Regions from separate parts of the Mus musculus genome. Here all the other regions are linked to region 1. Evidence: chromatin contacts called from public HiChIP or PLAC-seq data. All regions are on one chromosome and are shown on one strand. Each heading gives the region's core, a stretch centred on a gene start, on an enhancer-like site or on the middle of the called end of the contact. The rest is flanking DNA. Distances are from core to core; before and after follow the strand shown.

What was found. HiChIP or PLAC-seq counts read pairs in DNA pulled down with a chosen protein or histone mark.
Region 2: a CTCF HiChIP or PLAC-seq map of the NIH/3T3 cell line shows a contact between it and region 1, with 9 read pairs. The contact joins the promoter of Fam131b here to the enhancer-like site in region 1. A contact is called at or near these places in 12 of 39 promoter capture datasets (the 3T3-L1 cell line, 3T3-L1-derived adipocytes, the HPC-7 cell line and 7 more), 1 of 15 datasets of contacts at CTCF or cohesin (the NIH/3T3 cell line), 1 of 484 Hi-C or Micro-C datasets (muscle stem cells) and 3 of 9 other capture datasets (adipose tissue, liver and pancreatic islet).
Region 3: a CTCF HiChIP or PLAC-seq map of the NIH/3T3 cell line shows a contact between it and region 1, with 23 read pairs. The contact joins the promoter of Zyx here to the enhancer-like site in region 1. A contact is called at or near these places in 1 of 39 promoter capture datasets (macrophages), 1 of 15 datasets of contacts at CTCF or cohesin (the NIH/3T3 cell line), 7 of 484 Hi-C or Micro-C datasets (the C2C12 cell line, bone marrow-derived macrophages, hematopoietic stem and progenitor cells and 3 more), 3 of 115 datasets of contacts at active chromatin or transcription factors (bone marrow-derived dendritic cells, bone marrow-derived macrophages and embryonic stem cells) and 3 of 9 other capture datasets (adipose tissue, liver and pancreatic islet).

Annotation. Positions count from the first base shown.
Region 1 is chr6:42,417,243-42,421,921 of GRCm38.p6, reverse strand. No RefSeq gene overlaps it. Among named protein-coding and RNA genes, the nearest start is that of Tas2r135, 14 kb to the right of the region's middle. Within about 2 kb of position 2,286, at least 54 of the 459 cell types and tissues checked have an H3K27ac peak or open chromatin away from gene starts, as enhancers often do. A contact at or near this core is called in the C2C12 cell line, the NIH/3T3 cell line, bone marrow-derived dendritic cells and 1 more, where this site is marked.
Region 2 is chr6:42,322,173-42,326,851 of GRCm38.p6, reverse strand. Fam131b (family with sequence similarity 131, member B) reads left to right here and starts at 2,212. Exons shown (of 7, transcript NM_029528.5): 1 at 2,212-2,410. The coding sequence starts at 2,383.
Region 3 is chr6:42,347,728-42,352,406 of GRCm38.p6, reverse strand. It overlaps Zyx (zyxin), which reads right to left and starts at 2,579. Exons shown (of 10, transcript NM_011777.3): 1 at 2,288-2,579; 2 at 1,931-2,150; 3 at 1,259-1,461; 4 at 1,045-1,137; 5 at 438-932. The coding sequence starts at 2,138.

The DNA.
Region 1 (4,679 bases), core at 1,037-3,536:
CCTAGTGTAGACTTCTCCAGATTCCATGCTTTCTGCTTCGGTCTGTGTTTTAGAAGTGAGAGACTGGGTTGACATCTGGCCATGACCAATGACCCTAACTCTCCTAATTATGAATTCTCTGGCCCTGGCCCTACAGGATTCCCTAAGTTCATAAATGCCATTTACAGATTTCAAATTGAGACTGAAATGAGGAAGTCTCTTAGAAGTTTGGTAACTTTACTTCTCAGGGTTACGTCATGACCTGTTGTTTTGCTACCACGGTGATCAGGAAAACAGAGGGGAAATAAGGTACTCCTTGAAGGATGACTGCTTCAAAAACAAGGACAAACACAATAGGGACTAACAATGTGGGTCAGAAACAGTTGCCCTAGGGCTGACCCAGACTAGAGTGAAGATGCCAGGAGAAGAGTTTTCACTGGGAAGCCAGTGGACTTTCCAGATTGTGTGCTTTACAGTAGACTTAAAGATTCTCACCCAATGTTTAAAATAAGCAAGTAAATGTGAACGGAGAAGTAAGGAAAACATCTCAAGGTTTCAATCAGCTTTACCTAAGAATGAACTTTAACAGTGTCAGGGCAGGGGTCATGTGCCCCAAACTCAGTGACTTTGGGACTCTTTTGATATGAGCTATCTATAAGTGCCTTCTAGAGGAAAGCAAGACACAGAAGGATGTTCAGGCACACACCACCTTGGGAACTTTCTAGAATCTTGATGGGGTGCTCCGCAAAGCAGTGTTCAAGACACTCCCCACATCGGAAGGACTTTGTGGTCCTTACATCCTGGGTACTCTGCAATGTTACCCTCTTCACAGCCACGGTTTAAAGATTTGCTAAGAACATATTAGATACTATATTTTAAAACGATATATATATATATATATATATATATATATGCCAGCAATGCCTACAAATAATTCTATTTACTGTGACTCTCGATCCTTCCTTAGAAAGTATGCACCACCATTCAACTTCTGATTCTCAAAGGGATTTGCACAAAAAATTTTTGCTGAATAGTGTAAAATCTGATTCATTTGAACACATGCTGCAATATAGATGTGGCTTTGGTCCTATAATAAAGAGCATTCTCCAAATGCACAAGTACGGTTTTCTTCTACTCCCACAAAGCAACACAAAAGACGAGCTAGCCTGGGGCCGAGGGTTGGCTGCTTTTCCTTTTTGAGATAATCTTGGTTTGTGACCACATCTTTTGGAGCAGATGCTTTCAGTATCTAGTAATCTGAGGAAACTGGCTTGGTAAATCCTCTGATCAAGTTATGAAAACAGAAGCAGAGGAGCCCTTGTCTTGCTGGGCAATATTCATATCTTCATCTTCTTGATTTTCTTTATATACTTCTGAGCGTACTCCAAACACTACTGAGGTATCTGTGCATGTGACTGCAATGCAAAGATGTTTTAATTCGGAGATTAAGACTGGAGGATTAGGAGTTGTAGGTCACCCTGGGCTACATAGCAAGACCTTGTCTCACAAAGAAAAAATAAGGAGCCAATAAGATGGCTCAGCAGGTAATGACAGTTGCTGCCAAGACTGATGACCTGAGTTTAATCCCCTGGGCCAATACAGTGGGAGAAGAAAACTGACTCTCGAAAATTGTCTGATATGCACCTTGGTGGCCTCCACATAAACACAAAATAAGTAAGTGTAGTAAAATTTAAATAAATAAAGTGGAAGAGTATTTTCAAAACATAAGAAAATAACTATGGCATAATGATTGCCTGTAATACTCAAGAAATAGACAGGCAGATCCCAAGTTTAAGAACAACATGGGTTGCATTGTGGGACTTTCTGACACATAAATTTATATATATATATATATATATATATACACACACACATTTATACCTATGTGCAGATATGTGTGTATGTACTTGTACATATGTACATATACATGTGCATATACAAAACAGTCTTTTCTGTTGAGACCATGAAATCTCATCTCAATTCTGAAGGCTAAGGATAACTTTTTGAGAGCAATTATAATAATCACAATAATAGATTAACAACTCAGCAACCATAGGGAATGCTGCTGATTCACCTCCACACAAGGCACTGGGTAAAACTTGAGAAAGCCAGCTCTTTCCCCAGCTCCTTAAAGATTCCTTAAATATAGTAAAGAGGTGTTAGGAATCCAGACTTCTTCTAACTATAATTCTTTAAACTGCTTATTTTTCTTTCTCTTTGAAACTTCCCACCATTAGGGACAGTACAGTCATACATTGCTTAACAACAGGGAGATTTTCTGAGAAGTGAGTCACTTGGCAGTTTCATCTGCCATTCACCTCCCAGAGTACACTCACCCAAACCTTCATGGCGCAGGCGATCACTCCCCATAGTCTCTTAATGCAATCAGGAAATGTGGCAAATGAAGATGTGTGAGTCTGGTTGGGGGTGCAGCAAGGGGTATGTGCTTACTGTCTTACTGTAAGTTTTCAATTTATAGACAGGACTACACTCTAAAGTAACAGCAAAGCATATAGCATGACAAAAATGCATAGTCATTGGTTTTCATTAGCAAGTATTACATATTTATATAATTGTGCTGATTACTTCTATGACTAACAATACACCAGGTGTGTTTATACCAGCATCCCCACAAACATGTGAGTTGTTCTTTGTGTTACAATGGTTCTATGAACTTTTTTTTAATATTGTGAGACCTTCATCATATCGTAGTCCATTGCTGATGAGACTGCAGTGGTGTAGCATATAATGTGGTCTTTCTGCATCAGGATTGGTTGGGACCTGTTTTTAATGATGACCCAAGTCGTAATAATCCAAAGAGTTTGTCAACAGAGCAGAGAGCCACGATCCTCAAATTTTAGTTCTAAATCCTTTATCCCTGGAGACAGAAAGCGATCTCTCTCTCACTTGAACTGGCAAGATGCCTCAGTAGGTAGAGTACTGTGTCATACAAGTATGAGAATTCAAGTCCAAATTCCTAAACTTGCATAAGTGCCATGCAGTTGTGTGGACCTTCGTGCAATCCTACCATTAGGGAAATAAAGATAGAAGATTCCCCTCAACTAAGTTGGACAATTAGACTATGTGAATCAGTGATCTCTGGGTTCAAGTAAGAAACTCTGATTCGATATAAGGAGAACAGTGATAACGGAAGACATTAAACATAAGACTCTGGCCTCTACATGCACACATAAACATGTGCCACACATGACAACATGTACACAGAGAGAGAAAGACAGAGAGAGACAGAGAGACAGAGAGGGAATATATTATAACTCTGATACAAAAAGTACAATAATCTTTTGGCACAAAAATAATTTTGCATTTTAAATCATCACCATATGCAAAATAGAGTGATTAGTGATAGTATGTAAATATTCTATCTTAACTAGTTTATTCAATCACTTATAAAACCATTTCATTCATAGGACAAGAAACAAAAATTAAAGAAATAACTGGCCACCACTACAGTCCCTCATCATCAGCCTTGACTCTATCATTATCAAACTGAATAAACCTTATTTACAGGTAAAAGTTGTGTCAGTCAGCTCAACTTACTGACGTTCGAAACCACATTTAAGCCACTCACTGCTAAAACACACTGTCAAGTCTTTTATCTGTCACTAAGACCAGTCATCAAGGCCATTAAAAGTTTACTTCATTACAAGCCTAAAACAGAAGCCAACCCCAGGAGAAATAGCAGAAGATACATCCTGTTCACTCTCTGCCTCACAATTTTGATCTGACTTCAAAGACTCAGCTTGCTTTACAGTTTTTCTCCCACTTAGGGGTCCATTCACATAGCTTTCTTCTTCTGCCCATTTTCACCTGAGTGATTCACACAAGAGGATCCAGTGAGGCAAACCATTAACATTGAGGCAAAAAAGATCATGATGGCATTAGGAAATGTCAAGCCAGAAAAATTATCACAAGAAATAGATGGAAATTCTCTTAGATACCATATTAGAATTCACAAACAAAATATGCAGCAACATATTATAAATAGATCATGCTAGGCAATGGCTGTACTAGACTAACTTCTATTTTAGAATTGGAAATTCTAATCTAACACTATTAGAACTTGACTTATAGTCTCTTTAGCTCTTCATTGTTTTGCATTCTTCTAACTAGTTCATGCATACAGGAAGAAAAACAGCATAGAATGTTTCTTGAATGTTAGCACCCTGCCTGCACGTACCCATTGCTCTCAGTAGACAGACGTGTATATAGATCACCATTGTCTAGATTGATAAATTCTTTTTTAATTAATTCAACTGGAATTTTTTATAAAGGGTCTCATATATCTCATGCTTACCTTGAACTTATCTCGAACTTCTGGACTTCCTGCCTGTACTGACTAGCTTTGTGTCAACTTGACACTGCTGGATTATCACAGAGAAAGGAGCTTCAGTTGAGGAAATGCCTCCGTGATATACACTGTCAGGCATTTTCTCAATTAGTGACCAAGGGGGAAAGGCCCCTTGTGGGTGGGAGCATCTCTGGGCTGGTAGTCTTGGTTCTATAAGAGAGCAGGCTTACAGCCCGTAAAGAACATCCCTCCATGGCCTCTGCATCAGCTCCTGCTTCCTGACCTGTTTGAGTTCCAGTCCTGACTTCCTTTGGTGATGAACAGCAGTATGGAAGTGTAAGCTGAATAAACCCTTTCCTCCCCAACTTGCTTCTTGGTCATGATGTTTGTG
Region 2 (4,679 bases), core at 963-3,462, 95 kb after region 1:
AAAAAAAAACAACTGATGGAAGGCAGGAAGGATATGTATTGTTTTAAGCACAAACTAAAAACTAATCATTTTACTTTATAGCCCTGCTCTGACTTCCCATGGACTGCAGGCTGTAAGATAAGCTCTTTCCTGCCCAAGTTGCTTTCAGTCATGGTGTTTATCATAGCAGTAGATAGCAAACTAGAACTGCGGTTGTTGCTGGGAACTGAACCTAGGGCCTTGGATATTCTAGGCAAGTGCTCACCCAGGCCTTTTGTAAAATTTCCTTTTGCGATTAAGAGTCTCACAAAGTTAGCAGTGTTGTTCTTGAACTCTCTACGTAACCCAGCCATGACTGAACTCAATCTTTCTGCTCTGCCTCCCGAACAATTTATGTTAAGCAGATAACAAGTGTAAAAGCAGATGAAATTTTAAATATTTTACATATATATATATATATATATATATATATATATATATATATATATATGATCTATACTGTCAAATTGTCTTCCAGGAAGTTTGCTTTGGTTATGAAAACTGGAACTCATTAGCCTTGCCTCAAAAGATCCAGAGAATGGGACAGAATGCCCCATGTGCTGAGAAGTAACTGTCATTGCAGGGACCAGAAGGCAGCTGGGCAGATCAAATTCCCAGACCTTCTAAATTCACCTCCCAGATCTGCAGTTAGTGCCAGTTTCTGATAGAGTTTGCAAGTGGCCCTTCAAATCTGCGACTTGGATTTAATCCTTGAATTCATATGGTAATGCTATTTGGATACAAGGTCTTAGAGCAATAGTAAGGATTAGTGAAGGTCACAGAGGTTGGCACTAGAGGCTTTATGAAAGAGGCTGAAGCTAACATATTCATCCTGTCTCATCATATCATCTCCTCGAAGTGTTACAATGCATCAAAGCCCTTAGGACACTTGCAGCAGTTGCAAACACTAAGTTCTTGGCCTTTCCAGCCTCCAAACTTCCAATCTTTATAAACTTCCTGGTCTCAGGAATTTTGTTATAGTACCAAAATGAGCAAAAATATCTATCCTCTCCCATATCTTCATCTGGGATGTCATCAGACGTAATTCCTCAATCATAATCTAAATGTCACAAACTTACACGTGTAAGGCATGCCCTTTTTCTCTGCCTCAAACCCACAAGGCCTCCTGCCCCTCTTCCTCTCTAATCCCAGGAAAGAGACAAAAACCTATGGAAAACAAGCTGGCCCAGAATTAGTGTTTGCTTTTTGTTGTTACCATTGTTGTCAATGGTACCACCCAGACCCGCTTGCCCAAGGTTTGCAGTTACTGGTTCGACTAAGAGGAAATGGTCTCCTTGTCCTTCCTAGTGTGTCTTCTAGACTCTTCTTGCCAGTTGAAATAGTGCCTGCTGACTCTCCCAACTCAGATCTCCCTTTCCTTTCCCATGGGGCCCTTGGTGTAGTGCTGACCCTTCTCGGCAGGGGGCAGTATTCTCCCTTTTGCTGCTTCCGGACATCCACATAAAGCTCAGAAAAGTTAAATTCTGATTTAAAGCCATGTCTTGCGGCCGGTTTCCGATCCTGATATTTTCATTTCCCTACAGCTGCAATAGAATTATTCCCATTCTCCTCCCATCCGGACCCAAGCCTAGAGCTAGAATACTTGCACCATCCCCACACCCATCCCAAAACAGCTAGAGGACAGGGAAGCATCTCGCAGCATCCACTGGCAAAGACTTCACAATATGTTTGGGTGGGCAAAGCAACGCACGTGAAACGCCGGGCAACCAGAACAGCATCCAATCCCGATTCGTGCGTCCCAGATGCAGCATCAGGAAGAAAACAAATGTTTGCGGAATTTGGTACCCAAGGCCAAGCAGGGTGTTCTCTCATCTCCGCCCCACTTTCTCTCTCGGCCTTCTCACCCCGCAGCCCTCAAAGTCCATCAAGCATATCCTAAGGGTGGGCCCTGGCTTCCTGACCGGGCTCCTGAGACAAGCGGGTTATTATCCACATTCTCCATCAGCATCTCCCGGGAGAACTCAGCGGGGATGGCGAGGAGCTCAGGGGCGGGGGTTGCGAAGGACAGGCGGAGGGACGTGGTTGCAGCGCGGCGAGGGGCGCGGGGAGCGCGGTGCCCGGTCGGGGGCAGGGCGGGGAGGCTCTGCGCGCAGCCAATCCCCGAGCAGCCCCCTCCCCGGCCGCGGAGAGCTGAGCGGGGCGGGGGAGCCAGGCGGTGGCGGCGGCGGCAGCGGCGGCGACGGAGGCTGCCGTGGGGAGGGATGGAGAGGGGAGGGGGGAGCGGAGCCGAGCGGAGACAGCCGCGGCGCTGCAGAGCGGCTGGGGCGGCGGCGCGGTTCCCGGTGCTCCCCCCGGCGAGGGCCCCGAGTCGGTGAGGGCCGGGACCCGGCGGCCCCCGGAGCCATGGGCTGCATCGGCTCGCGGACTGTGGGTGGGTACCGCAGCCCGGCGCGGGTCAGGGGCAAGCTCGCCCCGGGGCGCTCCTCCGGCCCCCTCCCCCATCCCCATCCTTGCCCCTGGGGACCTCCCTCCGCGCCCGCCCGGCCCTGCCTCGCGCCTTTACTTTCCCTCCATCCGCTAAGGTCCCTCTATCCTTGTGCCCTCGCGCCTCCAGGGCTTCCATCCCTCTCAGCTCATAGCCTTCTCTCCATCGCCCTCCCGCAGGCGCGGTCCTTCCCTGGTAGCCTCTCCACAGCATCCTTCGCGGCTCAGTCGCTGTTCCCTACTCCCGATGGCCCCATCCCTCCACCTTCAGGCCATTCGCGTCTACTCTGCTGTAGCCAGAGCCTCCCCGAGCCCTTCTTTCGGGAGCAGCCCCTCTTCTCAGAACCTCCTCTCCAGCCTCATCCCTGACTTTCTTCCGCACGCCCCCTCCCATCTTCACCCTCTTCTCCATATGGCATGTGTGTTTTGCCCCCAACCATTTCCCTCTTGGTAGCCTTTTCCCGTCGCTCCTGCCTCCCCCCGATTTGCTTTGTTCACGTGCATTTTCCCTCTGGGGCGGGGGCGGGAAGAGCGTGTGCCACCGGGAGGGAATGGGTTCCACGCTTGGAGGGAATGGTCTTGGGCCGGGGTGCTCTGGAAGAGCCGTGGACTCAGGGAGGAGGTGGAGGTTTACCTCCCCGAGAGAGGTCGGGAGTCCGCTTCCCAGAGGGTGGGGTCCGCCTAGGAACCCTGGGACCCGCCTGCACCTGTCAGCGGGGGCAGGCGGAGCAGGGCCGGCTTTTTATTTACCTTTGGCAGGGGGAGGGAAGAAAGGCGCTTCCTTAATGGTCCTCTCCTTCCAGCCCCTGCCTTACTACCGCCCCCTACCCCCACCCTACGCATCCATTCCACTTTAGGGCTGAACACATTAGTACAGTCCTCTCCCAAACCCCCCAATTTTCCCCTTCCTAACTCCCAATTTCTCCCGCCTACACGCCCTAGTGACCTCAGGCTGAGAGAATAATTCGTATTATTATTACAAACAAACTACACTCTCCGGAAGCCTGATTTCTGAGACCCGGTTTATTTCCATGGAGACCCTCCTCTGCTTTTACCTCTTTCCCTGTTCTCCTCCCCTCCATCTCCCTGCCCCCTAAGGCTCTGACTCAGCTCCCCCTCTTCCTCAAAGGCCACCCCCTCCCTCCCCTCGCTCCCACTCTTCTCCGAGAGAGCTTGCTCTGCCTGCCCCATTACTGATAGGTCCAGATGTCTTTCTGACCTAGCCACAGGTCCTAGTCCTGTCTCTCATCGTTTCACAAGATCCCAAGAGAAGGCATAACAACTTTGGATGTGTGGCAGCCCAGCCCTACCTGTCAGTCCCTGGGACCGCCATCCCCTTTGTTTGTCGCCAGTTCTATTGCTGCATGCTGGATGCTTCTTCCTGCCCAAGACCTAGTCAGTGCACTTCTTTAAAAAAAGGGGGGGGGGGGGGACCTATGATCCTAAACCCAAAAAGCAAAAGTTCATGTAAGCAAGGGCGGATGGCTGCCACCCGATTATTCTTGAATCTCTCTGTAAATACTCAAGGAATTCTTCCCCAAGAGTTACAGAGGAAACCTTGCACTTAGGTCAGGAATCTCCCTCCTGGTTCCCGACTTTTTCACCAGTTCTCAAAGTGTCCTGTCCACCTCTGCCATTGTTTTCTGTCTTCTCACCTTAAATTTCTGTTCTTTTAGCTCTGAAATTATGAAGTCCTCTTGTTTCTTGTTACTATCTCTATTTCCTGAATCTATTCCCTGTCCCCCAAGAGAATTGGGCTCAAAGCATCCATCTCATCTTGGAGCCCTCTGGCTCTCTGGGAAACAGTCCTAAGTTTTCACCTCCCAGCTGCCTCTATCCCCAGTATCATCCTGTCAACCAAGTTCCTGCCGCTTAGGAAGGCCTTGAGGGAGGGGGAAGCCTCATTCCTCTCATCCCTCAAATATCAAGTCGAGTAGGTTCCCCTAGAAAGCTGTGTCCTTGTTTTTAGGGCAGTAATTGATGAGCAGTCTGGATCCAATAAAGACAATCTCAACAATTGCTCAGCACAGAATGGAGAATGGTTTTCCTGATACAGCTTGGTCTTTGACTCCCTCCCTCTCTGTGTAAACAACACCAGAAAAGGCCAGAAAGCTTTTTTTTCCCTAAGTATGCTATTCCCCACTGAGCTGAAAATGAGTGTTTCATTTCACATATTATTTCTCTCTCCAGAAATTAGGGAATGGTAGACATAGAAG
Region 3 (4,679 bases), core at 1,330-3,829, 70 kb after region 1:
CTCCATAGCACAGAGCAGTGCCTGGCAGTCAGCTGAGGCTGGCCCAGTAAATGTTTACTGGTGCTGACAATACTTTAATCTCTAGATGGGCCCTCAGGCGATGAAAGTGCTCAGAAAACCCAGGAGCCTAGGGATTAAGTCAAGGCCCAGGAATGGGAAAAACTAAGGTTGGGCTAGTGACCTCATTCTCCCCTTCAACACTCCAAGGCAGAGGCAGAAGGGAAAGTTGTATCCTCTTACTGCTAAGCCCTAGCTGCTCTACCGATTGACCCAGGCCCCAGGTAGCCCCAGACTTCCTCCAGAACTTTCTCTATGGCCTGCCAGATAACCCTACACTTCCCCCACCGCCACACCCACTCTGGCTCCTCCGGTTCTCTACCCCACCCTCTTGCCCTTTTACTCTGCAGTCCATTGGCCTCAGCCTGTGGCCTCCTCACCTGGTTTTGGTTTTGAGCTGGTGGAGGCTGTGGGTGCTGCTTCTCTTGAACTAGGGGCTTCTCCTTCTGCTGAGCATAGGTGAAGCTAGGGGGCTGAGGGGAGCCTGTGCTCACAGAAGAAGGAGCATCCGGAGGCACCATTTTTTGATTGGGCTGTGGCCCAGGTCCACTTGGAGCACCAGGGCTGAACTTGGAAACCACGGGAGTAAATTTAGGAGCCACTGGAGCAAACTTAGGTGCTGGAGTTGGTGCCTGAGAAAGGGGACCCCGGGGCTGTGTATTAGCAGAAGACACAGGCTGGGGTTGGACATGGGGCTTGGCCTGAGGCTGGACATGGAGCTGGACCTGAGGCTTGGCCTGCGGCTGAGGTGGTGGCTGGGAGCTAGAAGGGGTCTTCCAAGGAGGCAAGGGTGCTGTGCCCCCAGGGGCAGGTTTGGTACTAGGCTTGGGAACAAATGGAGTGGCAACTGGTGGGGGTACATATCCGGATGATACCTGCAAGGAGAAGCAGAGGGGAGAGAAATGCACTTAGACGAGGTTGTCATCTCTTCCTTGCATTCCCTCCTCTCCTTCTAGGCCCAGACTTTCCTACTGTCCTGCCCCTTACCCGGGCTTTGAAGGGATCGTTCTTGGTCATGTCGTCCAGCAGTGAGGACAGAGAGTCAATCTCCAGGTCAATACTGCACACTTTCTCCCTGGGCTGGAGGGTCAAGGGTCAGAGCACCCATCCCAGTCTTCCCTTGTCACCCCACTCCTCTCCAGCCCATGGAGGTGTCCCCCACCCCATCTCCAGCAAAGCTGCCCTTCCAAGCCCTCCCTACCTGCGGTGGGAGCTGGGTAGGGGCCTCAGGCCCTCCCTCCTCCTCCAGTGGAGGTGGAGGGGAGGGGAAGATGTCCTCCTCCAGAGGAGCAGGGGGGAATGGTTCCTCGATCATCGGGGGAGGTGGAGGTGGGAAGGCACCTCCCAGGGCACCCTCTGAGTCGTCGCCCTCCCCAATAAGGGGAGGAGGGGGCAAAGGAAAGTCTGGGTAGGAAGGAGAGAAAAGGCTATCAGTACCGACCCTCTTTCCTCCTCTCCTCAGACGACTGCTTTAACCCCTAATCCAAGAACTCTTTCCTGCATCCCAAGAGTGTGTGCAGACCATAACGAGGGGCTCAGGATGCCCTGGGCGAAGCAGGTCGAGTGAGAACGAGCCAGGTTGAAGAACCGTGCAGCTCCCGTTACACTTCAGAGAACGGATCCAGAGGGGAAGATTCCTGGCCCACATTCCCGCCTCCTACCCCCAGGCGGGAGACTTGGAACAGTCCCAAGGGTCCTGGCTCCCAGCCAGGAGCTCCAAGATGAGGTAAGAACATCTGCTCAGGACAGGGTAGCCACCCAGCGCCCAGCCCCCTCCGCAACAGCCTTTTCAGACAACCCCAAATTCCCCAAACCACCGACCCCCACCCCTGGCGCCCGAGAAAGATCAGGGCCCCCAATCCCAGCCGCATACCTTCCGGGGGTGGTGGTGGGATCTCGCCCACCCGACCCATCTGCGCTCTTTGGGCCCCGGCTGCTACAGGAGGCTCGCTGTCCCCAGGCCGGAAAGGATTCACTTTGGGCTTTGGGGCCACAACCGGGGCGAACTTCTTCTGCGGGGCGTAAAACGCGGGGGCCGAGACGGAGACGGAGATCGCGGGAGGCGGGCGGGGGGCCGCCATGGCCAGGCCGGGCTGCAGGGGGTGGGGTCGTCAGGTTACGCAGAGCGGTGTCGGACTGACACTCCTCGGTCTAAGCGCCCCTCGGTGACCCCACCCGCGCCTCCCCGCGTCCCCTTCCCGGGGCGGCGGAGCTTCTCCCCGCTCCTCACCGCGCGCAGGAGCGTGAGAGGCGCGTCTCGGATGACCGCCTCGGCGCCGAGTCCGCGGACTCTGCGTCCCGGTCCGGAGCCGCTTCTAGCCAAGCGGGGAGGGACGTCGTGCACGGGAAGGGAGGGAGGGGGCGGGGAGAGAGCGGCGCCCAGACCATACAAGGAGCGGCCCGGAGAGGGGGCGGGGAGAGACCGGGGAGGGAGGACCCGACAGGAAACTCCCCCAGGAAGGGGCCCAGGTCCTGCCCCGGGCTCCAGGCTCTGCAAAGGTCCGCCTGCGGCCTCCCTACTCACCACCGCCCCCGCCGGGCACAGACCACCCTTCCCCAGCACAGGCCTCTGATGTCATTTCCTGACCTGCCACCTACCCCACCTCCCTCCTCCCGACCCGCGAGTGCTGGAGAACTGACTCACTGTCCGCACTCCAGGCTGAGCAGGCTGGCTAGTAATCCCAGCGGTCCTGAAGCAGCTCAGTCGCGCACCCCGGGCCTGCCTGCCATTGACCGACCCCGCCCCTCCCTGCAGCTTCAGCTCCGCGTCCCACGTGTCCTGTGGTCAGTCCCGGAACGCAGGACTGGGATGGAACTGTACTCCTGGGTGGGCGGGGGATGGTGAAGGGACGTTGGCCCTGCGGGCACTTGGCTCCCAGGCCGGCCTTCTGTAACCCACTAGTGTGTGAGCAGGAGCCTAAGCTGGGGGAATGCTAACTTCCTGAGCTAGGCAGCCTCTTAAGGCTTCTAGGAATTCGCTTTGCCCTAGACCCGCCTGCAATAGTATTGCCCCGGGGACAAGAGTCCAGTGCTTTGAGTCCAGGAATGGAGGTACAAGGGCGAAGTCAGGGCGAGTGGTCAGACAACCTAGGAAGACCCAAATAGCCCCCGGGGACTAGTCCTTGAGGATCCCTTCAGCAAGCCTTTCCCAGTCCCTCAAGAGTCTTTGGGTTGTCAGCGCGCCCCGGGACAAAGCTCGGTGGAGCCCCCCACTGGTCCTACCAGATTCCTCAGCCTGAGACTGCCCCAGGCTACATGAAAGAGATATGACTAAGCTGGTGTCTGCTTTTCTTACTTTCTTAATCTTGCATCTTTCCCTTCCGATCTTCTTCTTCTTCTTCTTTTTTTTTTTTTAAACAACACACGGAAACTTCGTCCAAATTATAGAGTTACGAGCTAGAGCCTCTAGTCCAATATCCAACCCTCGGTGCTTCCTTTGGTTTCGCCCTGTCATCCCTGGCTGAGGCTCCAAACCTTGGCGCTCCCCATCTGCTGCACCCTACTGTCCAGTATGGTTGGTCAGTATATGTCCTTGAGCTATGCTTTAGGGGCATGCAAACTAACCCCATGAACCTAGGATAAGAAACTGGGGGATGTTACCTGAAAAGACGGCCCCAAGGGTTGCACTCAGGTCAGAGTTAATTAACCCTGTTGGCAAAGATGGAGAAACTCCGTGAGGTCAGGGAGCCTGGTTTCCAACTCAGTGGACAAGATTTTTCATTCATTCGGTTTCATTGCCTCCATTGTAAAAGGGATGGCATTTAGTTCGTTTGCCTGCTGCTTTATGTGAAGAGATAAATAACATGCCATGCCTGAAAATTCTATATAGTTCTCAGTATTACTTCCAAGTTCCAGCCTGGAAAACAACGGAAATTTCCAGCCAGTTAACCTAGGCAGCTTTCTCTCACATGCTCCCTTCTAGCTTGCCAGGCAGGTTTACTGTGTCTTAGGAGATTCAAAGCCCTCTCCTACTGTCAACCTTAAGCCTTGAGTCATATCTATGACTATACATTCATCATCTTTCCAGGCCCCGCTAGTCTCTCTTTTCTCTGTCATCTTAATGTTTCCATCACCAGTGTTTTGCGTTTCATGTGTGACCATACATGACACAAAGTGCTCAGGTAGACACACCCTAACATGCACGAGCTGGTCCTAGGCCTGTTCCTATGAAGATCTGTTAGAAATTTGATACTGGATTTACTCTGTGTGTCGGAGATTGTTTCTTGGGCTTTTCAGACCAAGAGTCATCACCATCCTTCTAAATATGCCTGTATGGGGAAATGGAGTTTCCAGATAACTTTATAAGAGTAAAAGCCACCTACCCTCTAAAAGCCTCTTTAAGGAACATCGGAAAATAGAGTCTGTTTAATTGTTGGCAGCTGAACCTATTTATAAATCAAGAATAGGAGAGTGTGTAGGCAGACTCAATTTCACAGACAACTAAGAGCATTCAAGATGCAGAATATTAGAGCTTAGAGTTTTAAGCCAGCCGTTTTAAGTACAAATTAGAAACAAAACAGAATTTCTGAAAGGGTCAGAGTGACTGGCCCAGGATTTCTCAGGTGGAGGTTAGAGTCAAATGTTCAACATCCTTAATCATCAGGGAAATGCAAATCAAAACA